Regions from separate parts of the Mus musculus genome. Here region 1 is linked to region 2. The links are chromatin contacts, called in public Micro-C maps. All regions are on one chromosome and are shown on one strand. The core of a region is the stretch at or near the end of the contact, and the rest is flanking DNA. Distances in the headings are between cores, read along the strand shown.

Region 1 (6,862 bases), core at 2,121-4,620, 170 kb after region 2:
GATGTCTGTCTCCTCGCACCCTAGAATGTAACCTTACATGGAAATGAGTTATCTTCAGAGAATATCAAGGTAAGAGATACTTGGGAAAGTGAACCCAATCCAATGATGGCCTCACTCAAAGGAATGATTTAGAACATTGGGATAAATACACATAAAAATGACGCCATAGTCAAAAGAAGGTGGGGATGGAAATGGTGTTTCTATTAGTTAAGAAATGCCAAAGATTGCCCTCAAACCACCAAAAGGGAGGAAAGGAGGTCAGTTTCTCCCTTGTGGCCCTCAGAAGGAAACATACTGTGGACAGCTTGATTTTCAGTTTCTAAAGTTAGACATCACATGACAATACATTAATATATTTGTATTGCTTATTACACAATTTACAAAAGGCCCATTGAGTGGCTATACACATAGATATTGATATTGCTATACAGATGTGGGAAGACACCTAGTGCTTTCTTATTTACCAAAGGCTATCATTTATTGTGCATTCTCCCTCTTGGTTTGTTTTAATTACTTTGTGACTGTTTTTCCCCAGTATAATCATAGTTGAAATGTTGACAGTTGCTGGGCACGATGGTGGATGACTAATTACATCATCCAGATCACAAATGGAAGGTCAGTCTTTGATGAGTTCAAGGTAAACCCAGGGGACAAGTAGTGTGACCTCTTTCAAAAATGAAAACTTAAAAGATAAAGGACATAATAGTTAAAGATATAGTTCGGGAGTAAAGTTTGCCTAGCATTCATGAGGCTAGAGTTTCTATCACCAGGACCAAAATTTAAGAAAACATCAATAACAGTAACAAAATTTAACATTCCAATTACCGTTGTTAATAATGTACTCCTAGATTTGAGTATACAACACTTTATTTTTTTGTAGATGTCTGGATATTTCTAAGCCTTGGCAGTGTTGATGAGGATCACAAGAGGATTATAAGGAAATCATGGGCAGCCCTGTACTTGACACTGCAGTGATCCAGGAAAGGACATAACAGGGTTGAGATATTGTGTTCATGATATAAAAGCCTGGGGCCAGCTCTTCTTAACTTCACGGGAAAGTATAAATATTCAACCCTTCAGCAGCTGACTGATTCTAGCTTTATGAAAACAGATTCTCTTCATTGGATGTCTGTCTGCATGCTCATCAGTTTCCTATACAAACATTTCCACTGGGCAAGCTTGTTCTTGAACTTGCTCACCACAACATCCCGATGCTAAGCCCAATGCCTGACCCATAGTCTGTATTAATTAAGTTGACTAAACATTTTACATAGTTAACAGCCATTTTTGCATGCCCACTGTGAGTTGGGAATCATGACTCAGCATTTTTATATACTAAAAGGGTTAACATTTCTCAAAATAACTTAATACATTGGTACTGTGACATATTAATCAATTTGTTGTCAGATGGATATGAACTAAAGCCTTTACAGCTCATCATCCAGTGTAAAATCTAGTTTTTAAATGTATAAACCCAAGGGTTAGTACTTGTCTAAAATCTTCAGATACTTAGAAAAGCTCCCCTGACAAACTTTTAGATATTTTCTTTTGTACCGTCAATTCAGTTATTTCTTCAAGTCTTCCTTCACTGATTTTTTTTTCTTTAACTCTTACCTGATAAAGATGTCCTGTTAATTATGACGGTTGTTTGAGACCAATGGCATCTTTCATGACCCAATTGTGCATGATTCAAGAACCTAGAATGCTGGTATAGAAGACTGATCTGGAACAGCAGCTCTGAATTTGTTGTATTATATGAGTTCAGATTAGTAACACAGACTGTTATAGGAATATGCAAAGCTGAGGCAGGTTTTATTAGAACTACTACAAAAAAGTAGGGTGAGAAATTAGGCTGGTCAAATGGTTCAAAACTTAATTTTCAACCTTAGAACTCACATGGTAGAAAGATAGAACCAATTCTCACAAGTTGTCTCTTGAGTTTGAAATTACACACACACACACACACACACACACACACACACACAGAGAGAGAGAGAGAGAGAGAGAGAGAGAGAGAGAGAGAGAGATAAACCCCCTTCTCTAAGCCAATAGCTGAACCTGGACAAGGGCTGAGGCCATTTTATGGACATTAATGTGATACTGACTCTGTGTAATAATGAGCTGAGTCAATATGAGATCACACTTTCTATACCTGGCCCCATGACCCAACCAGGAAGGTGATCATGTACTCTTCATGTGCTCCCTACCCACACAGCTGAAAGGCGATTGAACGGCCCTCTCTGGCCATCTCTGATTTGTGGTCTGTTAGACTTTGGCTGTCTGCTAGCTGCTGGTCACTAGCCTATGTTGATGCTCTCATCTTGTGGGACTCTCCCCAGTTGTTAGTTAGACAATGTTCTTTTTGTTCTCACCTTTACACAACCAGACATTATCTTTACTATGGCACAGAGTTAAGTTTGCCATAGCTACAGAGATGTAGCTGCAGTTAGTTTTTTGTCTGTGGAGGTCTGGGACGGCCTTCTAGGTAGAAGCTTCTTGATTGTAGCCCTCCTTACTTAGAGCAAGTCTGCTGTAGTCAGGTTTATTCAAATTCAGAATGTATGAAAGGACAGTAGTGCTCTTCATATACATTTCTCAAAGTCTTTGGGCAAACAGGGTGTGGCTGACTTGTCCATGGCTTAGTGCTCTGTCTATATGTCTAGCATGGCTATCTCATGGTCATCTGTACACCCTCTTATTCATCTTTCTCAGTGCTTTGGTCTCTGCCATTTTAACTCTTATCTTCCTTTAAACCCCAGACTCCATTCTCATTGCATCATTTGTGAGTAACTTGCAATTTTCTTCATGTGACCTTTTCCCTTATTACCTAAAGACAGCTGCCCCTTGCTCACTCTCACAGTGTCAGAAGTTTTATCTCCTCTTGAATGAGAGCTTTCTTGGTCTTGAAAGAGCCAAAACCACTTTTGAAATATTGCTGGAAGTTTTGAGGGATTACATAATATTTTCTTGCTCACTTCTAAAAGAGTTTCTATGGCAAGTCAATTCGGGAGACTGGATGGTGCATCCCACATGTGTTTTCCCTTGTCAACAAACAAATATAAATTGCTTTGCCTAAAACCTACAGCATCAGAGAGACTGTGACAAAACTCTTCAACTGTAGAGAAGTTTAATACAAATTTTGAAGCAGAAAATTAAATGCGTTGTTTTTATGTGTTGGTTTGGTTTGGTTGTTTTTGTCCATCAGAAAAGGAAAAAAAAAATTTTTTTAGAGTATGTACAAAGTTTGCTTCATTTACCTCCATCCTGTGTGTCGATCAGAGCTCCAGGATCTATTTAAAACTCAGACTCCTTTGACAGTTATCAAGGTGTGAGGTAAGCAATGAGCTGTCCTGTTAAACAACTGACCCTGCAGTTGTAGCAGTGACTAGAGATGGACTGAGTCATCACATTCCACTGTATTAGATGTGGTTTTGTAGGAAATGTACCCAGCAAAAATTTCCATTTGTAGAATCTAGTCCATATATTGTACTTACTTTCCTCCAGGTTTCCAGAGAATGAAATCCAATAGAGTCATTAGAGGACTTAACAGTTGGCAGATCATTGATAATTTAAATACACACATTAATCTAAAAACCTCTCTTAAGTATTTTTACTACACATTCTAGACTAGCCATTCTCAACCTGTGGGTCCTAAGCCCTTTCTGGATGAAGCAACCCTTTCACAGGGATTGTCTAAGACCATTGGAAGACACAGATATCTACGTTGTGATTGATAACAGTAGTAGAGTTACAGTTATGAAGTTGTAACAAAAATAATTTTATAGCTGGGGATTATCACAACATGAGGAACTGTATTAAAGAGTCATAGCATTAGAAAGATTGAGAACCAGTACAGTAGATATGTTCATGGGCATTAATTTGGTTACATCTGAAATCACTGATTTCAGATAAATATTATTCTTCATTTTATAAATGGTAAGCCAAAGCTCAGAAGCAAACTTCAACTTCAGAATGCTATCATAGAACCATGCTCAACTGCTGAAAATATTGTTTGTGCTTTTCATTACCAGGGAAGGTGGGGCTCAAATTTCTATATGCCCTGTACTAGTTTCTCCTTCCTCCACTGTTTCCTTTATTGATTTCCCATTCCCATTCATCCTTTTCTATTCTTACTTTCTTAAATTTTATCTACATATCAGGCTGTCCCAGGACATGGAGATTATAAGCAGAAGAGTTTGTCAAAATGAGATATAATGAAGAAATGTGTTTGAGGAGCTTAATGTTTTGAAGAAAAGCAAAATAGAGGCCAAGAAATGCTCAGCAAAATCACAGATGCTCTTAAGATCATCTAGGATGTAGGTTGAATCAGGGAAGAGTCCAGAACTTGTGCCCACTTCTTATCTCATTGTACTGCCTAGTCTAGAAACATGATCTAATTTGACTGTGCTTGGTTGGATGTGTGCTTTTAGAAAATGCAGAATGTGAATGCTTGTGAGTAGATCTAAATGACCTGAAAATGGGTAATGTCAGGGAGACATGACACAGATCAGTGGATTCCACTGGGGACTCTATCAGGATGAGAAAGACTGATCCTGGATCTATGACATAGAAAGCCTCTCAATGATTCAGGAGAGATGGTTTAGGGAACAAAACTGTTTTTGTCCTTGAAAGTGTCATTAAATAAAGCAAGGATACATGAGCTGACATGATAGAGCTCTTATTTTCAGAAAGTAGGACACTGGTACTTGTATGTTCTCAGAAAGACTGTTATCATTTGTTCTAATGTTTCCACTGAAGAGATATCAATTAATGCCCTACTTAGATATGTGTGTGTATACACATGCGCACATACATGTGTATGCATGTCTCTGTGTGTGTGTGTGTATCTGTACACATGACATTTTCTTATTGATTATGGAGGAGAAACTTGTCTTTTGGGATCTTCTTACCCAAATGAAACATGATTTCTCAGCTGCTCTGGGCTATAAAGTAATCTCAATAGCAAAAGCCTTGCCCAGAGGGGAAGATTCTGAGCTGCTGAAGGTTTGCCTATGATGGATAGGTCCAGTTCCCAGGTATAGTGTAAGAAAATCCTGTGTGGCCACATACCTAGCCAACATTTCCACATGTAGTGTGGCTGCCTGCCAATCTGTCACTTCTATGGCCACTTTATTAACGCAAAATCTAACATTGTTTTCCTTCATTTACCTTACTCTTTTTCTGACTCTGAGTGACTTTTATCCTGGAAGAGTAGAAGGGTAGAGATAATTTGGGACCCCTTCAAGTTTAATTATCATAAAAAGAATTTTCCTATTAAGCAACAAAAGAATATATTTCAAAAATATAAACAGATATTAAAATGGGCAACTGCATACTTGAGGACTGCAACATGTAACTTTATAAGCCATGAATTTTCCTCCTCGTCCTCCTCCTCTTCCTCCTTCACCTCCTTCTTCTCCTCCTCTTCTTTTTCAGCTTATTGAAGGGTCTACTGTTCCCTTTGGTTTGCAATGCCATAAATTTCTCCATAGGACTCCTCCATTTGTATGAGAGCAGGCTTGGAGGGGTGGGGTGACAAGTCCTCTAAGAAAACTCACAATAGATTCATAAAGGGTGCTCCAAAGGCTTTGCACATATTAATTGATAATATCCACAGTTCATTACTGGAGAAACTGAGTCACAAGAGGGGATGTTTTCATGGTTACAGGGTGAAGCTGAAAGAGCTGATATTCAGACCCAGGTCACCTGACATTCTTCTTATCCATCCTACTTTTTGTTTCTCCACACTGGACCCATTTCATCAATTACATCTTCATCAGGACAGGGTAGGATAGGCTCATCGCTTCAGAATGATGACACAGACTTGAGTGGCCAATTACTCTCACCCTAATCTCTAACCCATCTCTTAGTCACCCAGTAGTTTGAAATATTTGAAGCAAAGAGAAGGGGGCCATAAAGAGATCACTTGGCATTGATGTAGGGGTATATGTATGAAAATGTTTTCCATTTTTTAAAATAATATTTTATGGGCAAGAGAAGATGGAAATGAACTTGAGAACTTGAGAGCAAAGGACTCTCTCAACTTTCAGAGTAAGAGGGACTTAAGAAGTCAAGAGTAAGCATGGTTCTCAGTTTCTCCATGTAGGGTTGCCTGTAGTCTGCCTGAGCTGAGTTGGGTGTGCTCACTAGGGAAGAAAGTAGCTTATTGACTCCTGAATAACCTGCAAATCTGTAATGCCAGGGACTGGAAGGAGGAATTTCTTCCACTGGGATATCCCTGCATGAGGAGGCTTCTGGCCTCAGAGTCTCTCCCTCTATTCATGTGTTTGCCCACTACAGAGCCATAGTAGCTGCATGGAACTGACTTTTCCTTCAGTCTCCTGATTCCATGGCTTCCATAGCTCAAGGACAAGCGACCATAGGAAGTTCAACATTACAGCCACACGTGTATGTCACACTGATAGCTGCAGCTATTTAAGGAGAACATAGTCACTCATAGGACTGGGCAGGGCCTTTTTCTTGACAGGCAGAAAGAAATGATTGAATAGAGAAAAGCTCTTCATGAAAGTAAACCTGGGGGAGGTTAGAAGAAACTTTTCATGATGACAAAATGAGGGCCAAAGTGAGATAATTTAATTTAATATTAAAATAGCTGGGTTTAAGTTTACTTTATACATTAATGGGGTAAACATACATGCACACACACACATCTGTTATATAATATATATATATTTAATATATAATATATATTATACATAAAATTAATATATTAAACATATATTTATATATTATTATATATATTACACATAATATTTTATATTTATATTATTATAATATTTATACCTGCATATATATATATATATATGCCTAAAGAGCTAATGAACAGTACGAGTACTCTGAC
Region 2 (6,211 bases), core at 859-3,358:
TATGAGGTAAATCTATGAAGGACCATCACTGCTAGTGAGAAACTTCTTGAATTGTCTTGCATAGTTTTGTATATATAAATCTCGAAATTCTTGTGTACAGTCCAGTCTTGAGAAAAATGGAACTAAAAAGAAAAAGGTGTCTGAACACTCTTCCCTGGGTCACTATCATTGCCTCAGCTGCTCTTGCAAGACGGGTGATATGTACAATGTTCCTAACATGGCCACTTGTTAATTGGATATCTTTGGCGATCCCATTTTTTTTTAAATCACAATACAAATTAATAGGTTCACTTTCTCTTTGAATGATTGGTAAGCTGTGTCTGATATTCGTGAGGTATAAACTGGTGACTAGACCAAAGAAGTAGAAGTTCTTTCTGGGTATTTCTGCTCATTGATCCTCAGGGAAACTGATTAGTAGAGACAAAGCATGTTTGGTAGTACCAATGAAGCTAGGTTGCAGGATACACATCTTACAGCCTGGCTGCCTGTGCTTCATTACCATCTGGAGCCTGGTAATTGCATGGAGAATTGAGTTAATTACAAAAAAAACAAGATCAACGCCTGCTTCTTGGTTTCTTGATGGGTGCACCTGATACTTGGTCAGCAGCATCTTTATTAACAGATACCAGTGTTGTAGACCAGAATAAACAACCATGTGAATGGAAGACTGAAGGAGAGATGGTGGTTAGGGAGGATACCTGGGGTTAATAGAGTAATGAAGGTTGGAAGCCTAACAAATGGAATTTGATCTGCAGCATCAGCAGAAATAGTAATTACGGATCTCCTGACAAGGCAAGGCCTCCTTAGATCTATAGATAAAGCATTAAATAACCAATATTGGGTCTGCGGTCTGAGGTACTTTGAAAGGAGGAGGGCATCCTTGAGTGTTCCCGTTGCTCTATTGACAGGTGATCAGGAACCTGATAAAGCTGTTGATAAACCATGAATCACACAGTGTGGAGGACATTTGTTTTGGCACCAAGAATTTAATATCAAAAAATGTCATGGCCCCTTGTGTATGTGATGTCACATATATCTACATACATAATTATGTATTCGTTGGCATGCAGGCAGGTCAGCATGTATCTTGTGTAGGTGTAGACAGACATTAGAGGTTGATGTTGCATGTCTTCACCTACCTTCTACCTCTTTTAGAGACTTGGTATCTCGCTGAACCCAGGGTTCATCAGCTTGGCTAGACTGGATCGTCGCCATGCCTGAACTATCCTCCTATCTCTGCATCCCTGGTACCTGCCCTTTGCAGCTGCATGTGCTTTGTTGGAGTTGTTGGTTTGTTTTGGTTTTTGCAAGACAGGGTTTCTCTGTGTAGCCCTGGCTGGCCTGGAACTCACTCTGTGGACCAGGCTGGCCTCAAACAGAGATCTACCTCTGCCTCCCAAGTGCTAGGATTAAAGGCCACCACACCTGTCTCTAAATGTCATCTTAAATTTCATTTTAAAAGAAAACACTTCTTTCTTTTTTTTTTTTTCTGACTAGCGAATCCTTCAAACAGGAAGCCAAAGTGATGGGAAAAGAATCATGTATTTGCTTTTATCTTCTTCCCTCTAATTTTATTAGGAAACACATCTGATTAATTTAATTCTTGAGCAAAGACAGGTAGACCTCTTATACTAAAAATTAAATTGAGGAGTAGTTATCTGTGTGCCCTCAAGAAGCCACCAGGTTTATTTAGGCAAGAAAGCTCGTTGGTGGCCATCAGACAGAAAACATGTCTGCACAAGGAGACACATGTAAGTTATCATCTTTCTTGACCTTCTTCCAACACTGGAAGTGACTCATCTGCAGTCAACAGATCTACCCCCACTCCCTCAGAATACACATAACTCAGAATCAAAATTTTTCAGTCACTCCTAGAGTGTTTGATGTGGCCTAAATTCAACTCTATTTTGCCAGCAGGTACAGCACAATGCTGTTGAGGAACTTGGAGGGCACATTTTTTTTTCCATTTAAATTCTTTCTTTTATATAGTGTTGTGAGTATTCTTCTTCTACCCCAGGAAAAAAGGAAACCTTACAGAGATACCCATGGAGATGAACTTAGTGGATTTATTGGACTCTTAAAAAGCAAACAGAAGCAAGCAGCAAGGGTGAGCCACGTGTGTCGATGGCCCAGGCAACTAGTGCTGTTGCTATGTTGAAAGCAAACAACTACAGTAACATAATACCATTTCTCATGAAATGATTTGGCAGAGTGTTACAATGCTGGTATCTCAAACTCACCAGATCTCTGGTAATATCCTTTTTCAGCTACCCAAATAAAGTGGCTGGCTACTTTCCAGCACAGTACCACATTTCCAAGCCCACTCTGCCTTTCTCAGTAGCTTAGCTGGCTGACATTTATGGACTCCATCACTCAATCTTACTTGCTCTCTAAATTGCATGTTGTCCGGGCACTTTGATTCCACAGGCACAGCCACTACTTCAAGAGTCTCACCCTCCTAGACATCCTCTAAGACTCTGGCTGTGCAGGACTCTAGGTGATAGCAGAGGCCCCTCCTTGCTTGGCTTCAGTGGTTATTGGTGACAGATTTCTCCCTGTAAATTGGTCTCCATGCCTCTGGTGCCCATGGCTTCCCACTATTGTTGGATCCTTCACCATCTTGATTAGAACTCTTTTGTCTCAAATGAGTTTTGCTCCAGGATGCAGAGACACATCTACTTCCTATCAGGATGTTGCCTCACACAACTGTGAGACAAAGAAAGTAGCATTTTCCTGGGACCTCAGAAGATTTGGGCAACAGAACTACATTCTATCAAGATTTTTCTCAGGTCCCTCCCCTCTTCTCAAGGTCACCAGGGACCCTTCTGTGGTGGAACTTTACCCATCATCAGAATGTCATATAGCTAAAGATGATCCTGAATGTGTGGTCCTCCTGCATCTATGTCTTAAGCACTGGTATTCTAGGACTGGGTCATTGGCACACCCAGTTTTATGAAGTGATAGAGACAGAACTCAGAGATTCATGTATGTAAGGCAAGAACTCTACCATCTGAGCTATACCTCCCCAGCCAGTGGACAGGGTCTTCTTTGTACTTCCTCCACCTATGGGGGCTGTCTCTCTCTCCCCTTACTCCCGAAGAGCAGGCTACCAAGTGAGCTTTGTTTAAGAAACTTAGATGCAGAAGAGCTCCTGTTTAGAGCACAACAGGAAACAAGTTAAAAGTAGTTTCAGATGTGATGCAATTACTTAGCGTAGTCACCTACGCTACAGGGGATTTCAGGCTTTCCTTAAACCCCACACAGGGTTATAAAATACAAGACATGTCTCACCCCCAAATCATCTTCCACTCACCCCCATTTTATACTTCCACAAAGTTTTGTTCTAAGTTGTGCCATTCTGGGGGGTACAATGCCTTGTGTTTTCTCAATCTTATCTGTAAAGACCAGGTCCAGGGGTCTATCTCAGGGTCTGGCAAACCAGAGCTCATCAGTCAAATTCCCCTGGATTTCAAGACATTTTTACTGCAACACAGACATGTCTACTAGCTCCAGATGGTTTATGCTGCTGCAAAGTATTACAGTTATTACATAGATCTCAGAACCCACAAATTCAGGTTTTACTCTCATGCTGTGTGCAGAAAGAAATCACAACCCCCCCTCCCAACTAAAATCTTACACAACTACAAAAAAAGAAAAGAAAAGAAAGCCAAACAGGTGTTTTTGTAAAGAAAAAGATACATTTTTTTCTGTAAGACTAATAGTGCCAATTATCACCATATTAAGATAAATTATATGACCAGCTTTTAAAATAATGGTTTATTACTGAGTGTGATAAACATGGTGTTTCCTATATTTAGACTGTCCCCTGAAGCCACTTTACTCTGGTACAGTTTACTCTCTTTGAATATGTACAGGACTTACAGTCCATTAAAGCCCACCTTTACTCATTTAATTTATGGTAATAAGAGATATCGAACAAATCTTGAGTTACTAAGATGTCACTATGCATACTCTGTTAGTAGGAAAAAATCTAAGCAGCCAGCATCTTATAGAGCCCGTTAGATATTTGAAAAAGTGAGGTCCCCCCCCCCCCAGAGGAAGATGTTCATGGTGTGTATTCAAGTGAAAAACTAGTCATGTGAACATGTAGGATTTAAAGTTATGCCTTAGTTTTTGTTTAAAAACCAGAAGTTGTATGTATGCACATGTATGTACACATACTTACACACACATACATTCACATACAAATCGAACAATCCAGAGCAGTGTGCTCAGTTTTAAACATACTTGTCTCTGGGAAGAGAGATATGAAATGGCTATTTTCTCTCTTTCTTTTGCTAGTCTTTTCCCACAGGAAATAAGTGGACATATTACCAAGCATTTTGTGTTTGGTGAACTCTAGAATAGATATGCTTATCAACATTGGAAGTGCATGGTGCCTATTGATGAAAATTCATGGGATCCATAAATAACCAGAACCATTTGCTCCCCCTTCCTCCTACAACCAGACATCCCCTCAGATAAATGACAGCCCACTGCTGAACCAAATATGTTGTAGCAACAGCCAACATCCTGTTCCTTCTGCTGATGTGAAGACTCCAGCATCCTCTCTATTAGACCAGGAAGTTCTTTGGGGTGGGCTTTCCCCCCACATCTTTTTTAAACCTGCTCTAAAAATATATCTAGTCACATAAATAGAAATGATGGAATAGCAAAAAAAAAATGTAGCCATCAAACTTCTGCGGTCTGGGAACTGTGGTCTGGAAATTAAGCATGAAGGTTCTATTTGCTAAGGCATCTGGCACATGCAGTAATGGTGGAGACTGGATGGTGAAGCGATTAGCTGTCTGGGAAAGTCAGGCTCAGGTTTCAGGAGTTCTGTGGCCCCACTGAATCATTTTTGGAGTAGCCTCTAGAAAATGAAACACATTAGGTCTTCGATTTGCCCACCATCTCAGGACAGAGAATTCCAGAGAAAAAAAATAAAAGCATAGAAATTCCTTCCGGGAGCAAAGCGGTTACCATTTCAGTGCCCAGAACACAAAAATGGTACGGAAACACTGACAACGGACACACACTTTTGTCACCATGTGGTGCAGTGCTCTGGTTTCATTAGACATGGTGGGATGGAAAGATGAGGGGCAGACAGACTCAGGCAACTCTATGCCCAGCCATGCGCCTTCACAGCTGTAGGAACGGGATAAAATGCACCTGTTAGAGCTTGCATTTCCTGTTCGACATACATGAGAGCACTAACACCATTAAAGTGACTTTTGAGGTTGTTAGTAATAATATCTCTCTCAAGTGGTGTGGTACCCGGTGCTCAGTATAAAAACTATACAGGCTGGCTGTAATGTAAATGCACGACACAAAGCAAGCAAATACAAGCCACATGCCATCATTACAGCTATTGTTTTTAACATTTGTTACTAGAGTTGTCTTAATTTGCCAGGCTTTTAAAAAATGGAATCAGTGTCAGGTCTTTTTAAAAAAATTAGAGTGGTTTAGTCCAGTGATAAATTAGGAAGTCTTAGCTATACCCTATTTCTAGCTATTTCTTTCAACAATCTGTTTTTTCCCCAACTTTTACAATTAACTCTTGGGAAAACTTGAACACTAAATAGGAAGGAAAATAGTCTTTCTTCTGTGTGCTTCAACCCCAGTTGTGACCAAGGCTGTGTATTAAACTTTCCCTTTCATTGGATGCTAGCAGTTGACCTACTGAAAAGTTTTCTCATTCTGAAGGAGTCTACTTAAATGTATTGATTTTTCCATGTCTCAGAGTTGGTTCAATATACTTAACACGCACGATTGCAGTTCTTCTATACACCCATCTTCTGAAGTTTATTCTACTTTGCTGGCCATGTCCTGTGGTTGCCTGTGTACAGGGAAGAGGTTTTGTCTTGTGGTTGCCTGTTGAATTTTTGGGTTGTTATGAAAGTCTTGTATATAAATGTTGATAAAGATTTGCAAAGAAGGAAACTGAAACAGAATAAGAGGCCGTTAGAATCAAGTGCCTGTCTTGGGTTTTTAGTTGCACAGTATGGCTGGGCGTGGCTCAGTGACTGCTCTCTGGTTCTATGCTGCTACATGCTCTCTGTGACCGGACCAGACCCTCATAAATTTGGATTCTGTTTTCTCTTTGGGGGAAGAGACTGCCTGAGTATTTGAGTCAGAGCAATCATATGGTTCTCCCAAAGTTTTTATATTTTTACTTTATAAACCTCTAGACATCAGGGTTTATGAAGAA

What was found. Hi-C and Micro-C count contacts between places; a contact is called where the count stands out from the background.
Region 1: a Micro-C map of muscle stem cells shows a contact between it and region 2, with 4 times the contacts expected there. The contact joins two enhancer-like sites. A contact is called at or near these places in 1 of 15 datasets of contacts at CTCF or cohesin (the NIH/3T3 cell line) and 1 of 484 Hi-C or Micro-C datasets (muscle stem cells).

The regions. Positions count from the first base shown.
Region 1 is chr15:56,014,946-56,021,807 of GRCm38.p6, forward strand. No RefSeq gene overlaps it. Among named protein-coding and RNA genes, the nearest start is that of Gm46516, 95 kb to the left of the region's middle. Within about 2 kb of position 3,371, at least 12 of the 459 cell types and tissues checked have an H3K27ac peak or open chromatin away from gene starts, as enhancers often do. A contact at or near this core is called in muscle stem cells, where this site is marked.
Region 2 is chr15:55,845,298-55,851,508 of GRCm38.p6, forward strand. The region is part of intron 1 of Sntb1 (syntrophin, basic 1); the gene reads right to left. Among named protein-coding and RNA genes, the nearest start is that of Sntb1, 59 kb to the right of the region's middle. Within about 2 kb of position 2,109, at least 49 of the 459 cell types and tissues checked have an H3K27ac peak or open chromatin away from gene starts, as enhancers often do. A contact at or near this core is called in muscle stem cells, where this site is marked.